Linked DNA regions of Hordeum vulgare: region 2 is linked to region 1. The links are chromatin contacts, called in public Hi-C maps. All regions are on one chromosome and are shown on one strand. Each heading gives the region's core, a stretch centred on a gene start, on an enhancer-like site or on the middle of the called end of the contact. The rest is flanking DNA. Distances are from core to core; before and after follow the strand shown.

Evidence for each region. A called contact is a pair of places that touch in the nucleus more often than the background predicts.
Region 2: a Hi-C map of leaf shows a contact between it and region 1, with 3 times the contacts expected there. The contact joins the promoter of LOC123446732 here to the promoter of LOC123449208 in region 1. A contact is called at or near these places in 1 of 6 Hi-C or Micro-C datasets (leaf) and 1 of 1 datasets of contacts at active chromatin or transcription factors (embryo).

What each region holds. Positions count from the first base shown.
Region 1 is chr4H:514,103,371-514,108,118 of MorexV3_pseudomolecules_assembly, reverse strand. LOC123449208 (transmembrane 9 superfamily member 3) reads left to right here and starts at 2,657. Exons shown (of 7, transcript XM_045126344.1): 1 at 2,657-3,063; 2 at 3,535-3,575; 3 at 3,670-4,255. The coding sequence starts at 2,909. It overlaps LOC123449209 (anaphase-promoting complex subunit 6), which reads left to right. Exons shown (of 16, transcript XM_045126346.1): 15 at 1,346-1,381; 16 at 1,636-1,889. The coding sequence ends at 1,728.
Region 2 is chr4H:514,432,420-514,436,644 of MorexV3_pseudomolecules_assembly, reverse strand. It overlaps LOC123446732 (transcription factor MYB44-like), which reads left to right and starts at 1,782. Exons shown (of 1, transcript XM_045123284.1): 1 at 1,782-2,918. The coding sequence starts at 1,880. The coding sequence ends at 2,593.

The sequences.
Region 1 (4,748 bases), core at 1,408-3,907:
ACTCCCTCTGTTTTTTTAGTTTGCATATAAGATTTGGTCAAAGTCAAGCTTTGTAAACTTTGACTAACTTTACAGAAAAATATATCAATATTCACAATACGAAATCAATATTACTAGATGCATCATTAAATTAACTTTCATAATGTATAACTTTACCATTGTAGACATTGTTATTTTTTTGTATAAATTTGGTCAAACTTTGTTTAGCTTGACTTTGACCAAATCTTATATGCAAAGTAAAAGAAACGGAGGGAGTACAAGGATATATCTCTTGATGTATGCTCTTTGTGGATGATGTGGTGCTAGTCGATGATAGTCGGATGTGGGTCAACATGAAGTTAAGAGCTATGAAGACAAACCTTGGAATCGACAGGTTTTAGACTTAGTAGAACTAAAATGGAGTACATGAGAGGAGAAGGAGGTTAGCCTTGATGGACAGGTGGTGCCTGAGAAGGACACCTTTTGATATTTGGGGTCAATGTTGCAGAAGGATGGGGACATTGATGAACACGTGAATCATCGAATCAAAGTCGGATGATGAAGTGGCGCCAAGCTTCTAGCATTCTCTATGACAAGAGAGTGCCACAAAAGCTAAAAGGCAAGTTCTATAGGACGGGGATTCAACCCGCAATGTTGTATGGCGCTGAGTGTTTGGCCGACTAAGAGGCGACGACATATTCAACGGTTAGGTGTGACGGAGATGCGCATGTTGAGATGTATGTGTGGCCACACAAGGAAGGACCGAGTCTAAAATGATGACATACGGGATAGAGTTGGGTTAGCACCGATTGAGGAGAAGCTTGTCCGACATCGTCTGAGATGGTTTGGGCATATTCAGCGTAGACCGAACTTGACATGGGAGGTCGGGGTAGACCGAACTTGACATGGGAGGTCGGGTAGACTGAACTTGACATGGGAGAAGTCCGTAAAGAGAGATTTGAAGGAGTGGAGTATCACCAAAGCACTAGCCATTAACATGGGTGCATGGAAGCTGCTATCTATGTGCCAGGATCATGAGTCGGTTGCGGGATTTTATGGGTTTCACCTCTAGCCTGCCCCAAAAGGCTTTGTTGTTGTTGTTGTAACAAACTGAAACAATCAGGCAGGAAGGAGTTTAGAGTTACACACCAACACGTGCACTTGATATTTGTAGGGAAACAATATTCTTTTAGAAGAAAACTCATGGTTCCAATGATGAGAATAGTGTCCTTCATTTTATTTATTTATTTTGCGAATAGCATTTGTCCAAGTTTGACACTTTTGTGTGTTTGAGCTTAAGTAATGACAGTAATTTATTTTCCATGTATATATATTACTTCTAATGATATTCTTTTTAATATTACAGGATGATTTTGAAGCTGCCATAACTTACTACCACAAGGTGAGCTTTTTATGTTTTCATTAAGCATTATCACCCAATAAGTTAGGGCAACAAATGACTTCCCTGCAAAATATATGCTCTGAAATCTTCCATTTTGTTTTCACTTCGTGTATAATCCACAGTTCCGTAACAAGTAACCATTAGAACAATAGACATGCTTCAAATGGGAACCAACACATATTTTCTCAGTTTTATTATGCTTTTGTTAACAAGTGGTTGGGCTAGGATTTTTCTCACCTCTGCTTTTCTTTCAGGCTCTATGGTTGAAACCAGACGACCAGTTTTGCACTGACATGCTAACATTAGCTCTCGAGACAAGCTGCCAAAGCATGGCTCGGAGAAAATAGTTTAGGCATGCTAGTTATCTGTAGTATGTAACCGCTCTCAAGTTCATATGTAACCACCCAAACAGGTTCTGGATTTGTGGTGCAGTACTGAGTTTTTGCTGAAATTTCCTAATGTAGTGTAAATATCACAATCATTTTTCACAAGTAATGTTGTCCATGAATATGCTGTACTTTGTTTTGTTACTTTAGCCGCCCCCCCTCCCTCCCTCCCTTGTGTTGCGCAGTTCTGTCAACCCAGATGCCGAATAGTATTTTATATTCGGGGGTTAATTAAAGTTCTCTTGGGACATTGCAATTTCATTAACTCTTGTGGTAAGATGCATATAGATTCTTGTGCCGTTTTCGGTCTTCTTTGATTCGCGGGATTTTAAAAATGCAGGAACTGAAAAATACAGAGTTGGACTGATATGTCCATTTAAATTCTATAGGATTAGCAAAGAGTATTTGATGTCTCAGAAAAAAACAAAGAAACTGTAAAAATTTTTTTGGGATAGATGTTAGATTTTCTATCAAATGCAATACTTTCTTCGTATTTAAATAATTATAGTTGAAGAGAACCAGCTTTCTGTTTTCAGGAGCCTTTTCATGATGTGTTCAATTATGAAAACGTTTTCTGTTTTTAGGAGGCTGTCGGTGGTTGTGCCTTGAGTCGCAAAACGCGAGTTCATTAATATGAGTAATAATTAAATAACTCTACTACTACTACCAGTAGCAGTAGACACTAACGAGATTTGAGAGTGCGGTCAGGCCAAAAAGGCGGTAAAGAGGCTTGCACCGGACTCCAAATGGGCGGGGAGCCTGAGCTGGATTCGGATCGTGCCAAAGCGACCGACGCGTCGACCAAATGTGGGTTCGCTAGCTGACCAATGCACACAAAGGCGGACCAATCGGGTACATCGCCACCTTCCACCACCACCCAACCCAACGCCCCGCCCGCAAGAGAGAAGGAAAAAAAGAACGCCATCCGAGAAGGACCTGAGCCAAACCCAACCCCCAGAGCCAGATCTCCATCCTTCCTTGCTCCTCCGTCTCCCTCCCTCCCTTCTATTTCTATTAAGAAGCAAGCAGGGCGCCACTCAGATCTCTCCGCCCCTTCCTCGCCTCGTGCCCCTCCCCCCCCCTCTCGTCAACGCCGCCCCGCCGCCCCACCGCCCGAGGAGAGGAGAGGAGAGGACGAGCCATGGCATCGCCGGCCGCGCGCGCGGCCTCGGCGCTCCTCCTCCTGCTCGCCCTCGCCGTGGCCGGCGTCCTCTCCGACGGCTCCGACCACCGCTACAAGCTCGGCGACCCCGTCCCGCTCTACGCCAACAAGGTCGGCCCCTTCCACAACCCCAGGTCAGCCAGATCTCCATCCCTCCTCCAGATCCCTTTCCGTTCCATTCGCGCGCGTGGGTGGGTGGGTGAGTGAGTCATCGGATCCGTCGGCTCCCGCGGGCGAGTTGGCCGTGCCGTGTACCGTCCCTGTCCGACGCCGGGGCGGAATGGTCTGGGAGGGTTTACGCCGCGCCACGATGGTTAGCACTTAGCACCGCCTAGTTTCGGAGGAGATCTGGCGGAGAGCTCTCGGGGCGGTGGATTGCGCGGCATCCGCAACTGATTCAGTGCACCCCGGATCTTCCTCACGTAGTAGGCCTCTATTTATGCCCATCTTCAGTTAAGTGTCGGTTGTTATTGGTTTGGGCGCCAATTTTGGCCTGTATCCAACGAACTTTTGTCTGCAGCGTTAGGAACCGGATCTTGTTTGCTAAAGCAGATTTCTGCCCCTTTATAAACGCAATCCTCACGCCTTGCTTCCTTTCCTTGCAGCGAGACGTACCGCTACTTCGACCTCCCTTTCTGCTCCCCGGGTTAGTTCCTCACTATTCATTCCATCACTTGCTTGGTTAAGTAACTTCTCTCTCCAACCATGTCATGCTTATTATCTGTGACTTTAATTTTCAGAGAAAGTGAAGGAGAAGAGCGAGGCCCTAGGCGAGGTCCTCAATGGGGATCGGCTGGTCGACGCGCCCTACAAGCTTGATTTCCGCACGGATCATGACTCCAAGGCGGTTTGCCCCAAGAAGCTTACCAAGGAGGACGTGGCCAAGTTCCGGAACGCCGTAGCCAAGGACTACTACTTCCAGATGTACTATGATGATCTCCCACTGTGGGGTTTTATTGGTAAGGTCGAGAAGGGAGGCAAGCCGGACCCGAGCGAGTGGAAGTATTACCTCTACAGGCACATTATCTTTGACATCCTCTACAATAACGACCGTGTTATTGAGATCAATGTGCACACTGACCAGAGTGCCCTGGTTGACCTGACGGAGGACAAGGAGGTTAATGTGGACTTCCTTTACACTGTCAAGTGGAAGGAGACACCTACCCCGTTCGAGAAGAGGATGGAGAAGTATTCCAGCTCCTCCAACATGCCGCATCACTTGGAGGTTCATTGGTTCTCCATTATAAATTCTTGTGTTACGGTCCTCCTCCTCACAGGGTTCCTGGCAACAATCCTCATGCGAGTTCTGAAGAATGATTTTGTGAAGTAAGTTTCCACCAAACTTCATTTATGTGAATTAACTAATTCAAGAAAGCTAAAAGTTATGGTATCTATTTCTAGATATGCTAAAACAATGTAAATTGTTTGTCTGCCCCTACTGCTCAAGTTATAGGCTTTATTTTGTTCTCAGTTCTTACTGCAAAACCCTCGTGATACATTTCCATGGAACATATCTGAAATGTTGTTTAGGGCCTGTTTGATCCGTTTGATCCGATAAAACATCCTAGATAAGGCTTGGGATTGCAATGTCATGCCCACTTGAATCCTACGCGATTAAGTTTACACCAAAGGTTGTTTGATTGCACCATGGTAAAAACAAAGGAATCTTTCCGATAGGTTTCATGTGCTACAAATCAAACAAAAGGAAAATTTCCTAAGAATCTTCTGAATTAAAGAGTCGCCCAGTCTTTTGGCAATCTATCATGGATGTATATTAAGAATCCCCTAATTAAAGATGGATGGCAGCCTAATTGCTTCC
Region 2 (4,225 bases), core at 533-3,032, 330 kb before region 1:
CATACCACTACCATCAGTGATAGAAAGCAGAGGTGCCGGTGTACCTGAATCGTACTTTGTTCCATTCTCCGTCGTATCCATGTTTAACCTATTCCTCACATCCGTGTCCACCTCCATCTCGCCATGAAGGTTCTTCACCGAACTCGATGCCGTGTCCATGGTTTCGGGATCAATCTTCTCCTGCCCAGAATCAACCGGGAATTTTGGGCTTCCAGCCTGCCCCGGGGGGCGAGGTCCAGCTGCCTTGACATGATCAGTTTCTGATCGTGTGCGATTAGGAGCATCCACATACAACCAATCGCCGCATTTCAGTTTCTTCTCATTGTGTATTTCTAGCCCACACTCCTTATGCTCATGACCTACTAGGCCACACACCTTGCAAAACCTAGCCAGCTTTTCATAGCGAACCAGATAAGCTCGCCGTTCCTTCGCACGGATAATACTAAAAAATCGTAAGGGGTTGTTGGATATCATGATTCATCCTCACCCTTGCATAATCACCTCGGATGTTGCCATTGAGACACATCTCCAAGTTCTCCCCAACAACCTTCAAGAGTTTCTCCACAATATTCTGCTTGCAATAAGGGTATGATAGCTTGTGAATCTAAAGCCAAATTGGCATATGGACGAACAGAACGTCCTCAGGATTACTCAAACCATCATACAGGCACAACATCACAACCGAGTTACGGAACAGCCATGGACCTTGTGTCATGATGCGTTCCCAACAAGGCGTGGACGAGGAATCTATTAGGACCAACATGCCAAAACCTCACACTCTACGTCAGATTCCATGTCGTCCTCATATCCATCTAGGAGGCTGATTGGCTGAAATTCTTCTTGGTATGAATCCTAGCTAGGGCAAGCCACCATATGCTTTCTTGAACCTTAGGATCTTCCTCATCAATCTCTACATCATCAATCTCCTTATCGTTAAGATCCAACTGGTCAAAGAAGTCTTCCAGATCGGGTTTTGGGACCGTCGTGCTGCCGCCGCTCGTTGCAGAGTGGGCAACCGAGGGGGACGCCATCCGTACACGGCCTCGGGAGTCCGCCGGGGTCGGCGTAGGGCACAGACAAGGGACGGTCGAAGCAGGACAGAACTTAAAGGCGATCGGATCGCTTTGGAGGAGACAAAACCCTAGCCGCAGGAGCATAGGGGAAAATCTCGAGTATAAATGACCCTAATAACAATGCAAATACCAACTCTACTAAATACGAGTTTCATACGGGAATGCAAATTGTAGCTTAATCACCGTGCATGTCTTTTTTTTGTAAAACCACTCAAATTACAAGTGCCAACTTCTCTTCGCCCCCAAAACAAAAAAAACATCCTCACGGCTGCGTGGATATTTCTTAGGCCGTGTGGTCCTACCTACTTACGATTTCCGTGTGCTAAGATAGCTGTAAGAGACAGCGACTCTTTCCTTGTTTTTTTTTTTATATAGTAAATCTACAGTTTCCATGTTGCTACTCGTCTCCGCGATAAACCCGGCCCATACGCGCCAGTTTCCATTTATTTGATATATGATGGATTTTTGGTCCTACGGACGCACGGCCCATCAATTCCCGATCTAGACTTTCCATATCCCGGTCGCTCCCGGCCCGTCGTAGCTTCCTCCACACGGGCTCGTGCGGGACTGCCTTTTACTTGCAGCCGACGCCGTTTGGACTCCTGCTCGGATCCGGTACCAACTCCACTTCGCCTAGGTTTAACCACCGTCCGTCTATATAAGGCGGCACGCAGCGCCGGCCTCCCCACACCACCCGCAACGCGTCCACCTTCTGTCTTCCGGCCTCTCGCCACCGCACGCACGCACGCGCCAGCTCCATCCCGCAAGAAACCATCCATCGGAGGCGATCCAAGCTAGGGGGGGTGATGACGCCGCCGTCCTCCTTCCCGGGCAACGACGCCGGCGCCTGCGACGACGACGGCTCGCCGCACGGGGTCAAGAAGATGTGGACCAAGGAGGAGGACGACCTGCTGCGGGAGCAGGTGCGGCGGTACGGCGGCCCGCACAACTGGGACAACATCTGCCGAGCGCTGCCCGGCCGCAACTCCAAGTCGTGCCGCCTCCGCTGGTGCCAGCACCTCGATCCCAGGGTGGAGGCCGTCAAGCCCTTCACCCGCGAGGAGGACATGCTCATCGTCAAGTACCAGGCCGCCTACGGCAACCGCTGGTCCACCATCGCCGAGTTCCTCTCCGGCCGCACCGACAACGCCGTCAAGAACCGCTGGAACTCCGTCCTCCGCAAGCGCCAGGAGCACGCGCCCTCCCAACAGGGCCAAACGCGCTCGTGGGCTCCTGCCGCCGCCCGTCAGGCCGCGGGCCCCGAGGTCACGCCGCGGTGCCTGCCGCTGTTCCCTGGTTCGCCCGAGGACGTGCCGGATGCTGAGACATGTGCGCCGACGAGGGAGTGCCTCGACCTGTTCCCTCTGGCGCCCGGGGATATCATCAGGGGCAATGCGGCTGCTGCGGCGCCGCCGAGTGACATGTCCTGCGGATTAGGCGACCCGCTCACCGAGCTGAGGATCTGGCCGGAGGAGAGGGTGGTGTTCGACGTAATGCCGCTCCAGGCTTACAGGATGTAGATTCGTTCTAGTCCTCTTGCCTTGACTTGGTTGTTCTTTCATCTTACTTTTTGCTGATCGTGACGAATTTTCCTAGTGGGATTGACTTGTAATGGAAGAGCTGTGGGTGAAGAATGTTAGGACGCCATTGTACCGGAATTAATAGCTGTGGATCTTGGTATCAAAGGAACGCTGGATTTTCTGTAATGGTCTTGCTTGCTGGTTAGGTAATCAAGAAAGTTCTAAACTTAGTATAATTCTGTGTGCTTCTTGATGATCAAGAAAATTCTTAACGCGTCTTGTAATTTCCATGGCCTTTAATTTGTAATCAACAAATCTGTTTTTAGCATTTTTCTTGTTCACTGGAGATTACTGAATTTTCTTGCTTGTTGGTTGTTGCAAGTAATCCAGAAACAGTTTACGTTATTTGTACTACTATTATTATTGTGTTTTCTCGGTACCTTGGTCGATGGGAAATCATGAGGAAAATTACAACTACAGCACGTACGTAGTAGTTTGCCCTGAATTCATCAGTCAGAATATTGTACTAGTTTGCCCTGAATTCATCAGTGTCAGAATATTGTACTAGTTTGCCCTGAATTCATCAGTGTATATTCAGGTCCGATCGATGAAGCTCCAAATGCCAAAGAGGCTCGTCAAAGAAATTGACAAAAGTAGACGTAAATTCCTCTGAAAATATGAGAATGATATCACCCGAGGTAGCTGCAAAGTGAACTGGCTCACAGTTTGCTCATCTACCTCAAAAGGGGGGTTTGGAATCTTAGACCTTGAACGTTTTAGCTGCACCCTTAGACTTCGCTGGCTTTGGATTGCTTGGTCAGACCCGAGTCGCCCCTGGGTAGGCACACTTCCACCTTGCAGCAGCGTCGACAGGGCGCTCTTCGTGGCCGCGACGCGGTCACGATCGGCGACAGCGCCTCCACCCAGTTCTGGACCTCTTCGTTGTGTCGGCATCCCACGCTGGCGACCACCTTTCGTCTGCTATTCAAACACTCAAAGCGTAAAAATAGGTCGGTGCAAGACGCACTACGTGAAGAAAACTGAATAAAAGACCTAAGACATGGCGACACGCCGCCCCTTCTTCTGGACTTCATCCTCCTTCATCGTCGGATTTCGGCCATGGGTTCGATGTTTATAGACGGAGCAGGGGACCAAATCGTTTGGAACCTCGAGGCAAGAGGGAAGTACAAGGCTAGATCTACATACAATGCGTAATTTCAGGGTAGAATAAATACAAAATTCGAGAAGATCATCTGGAAGTCCAACGTCACAGGGAAATCAAGATATTCACTTGGCTTCTAGCGCAGAATCGTTTATGGACAAACGATCGGTTACAAAGACGCGGATGGCCAAACAACTACTTCTGTCCTTTTTGCGTCCGCAATCTGGAGGTGACGCATCACCTCCTCTGGGAATGCTCTTTCTCTACAAAAATATGGACGAGGGTGGGCACAAGAGGCGGTTGCCAACAATTCTTACCGATCAACCATGAAACAAAAGGGACTACCATAGAGATCATGAAAAGAATGGTGAATGCATCCCAACCTTCGCAAAGGGAAGCAAGCAAGGCCACCGCTCTCCTGACATGTTGGGAGATCTGGAAGGAGAGAAACAACTGCATTTTCAAGGGGG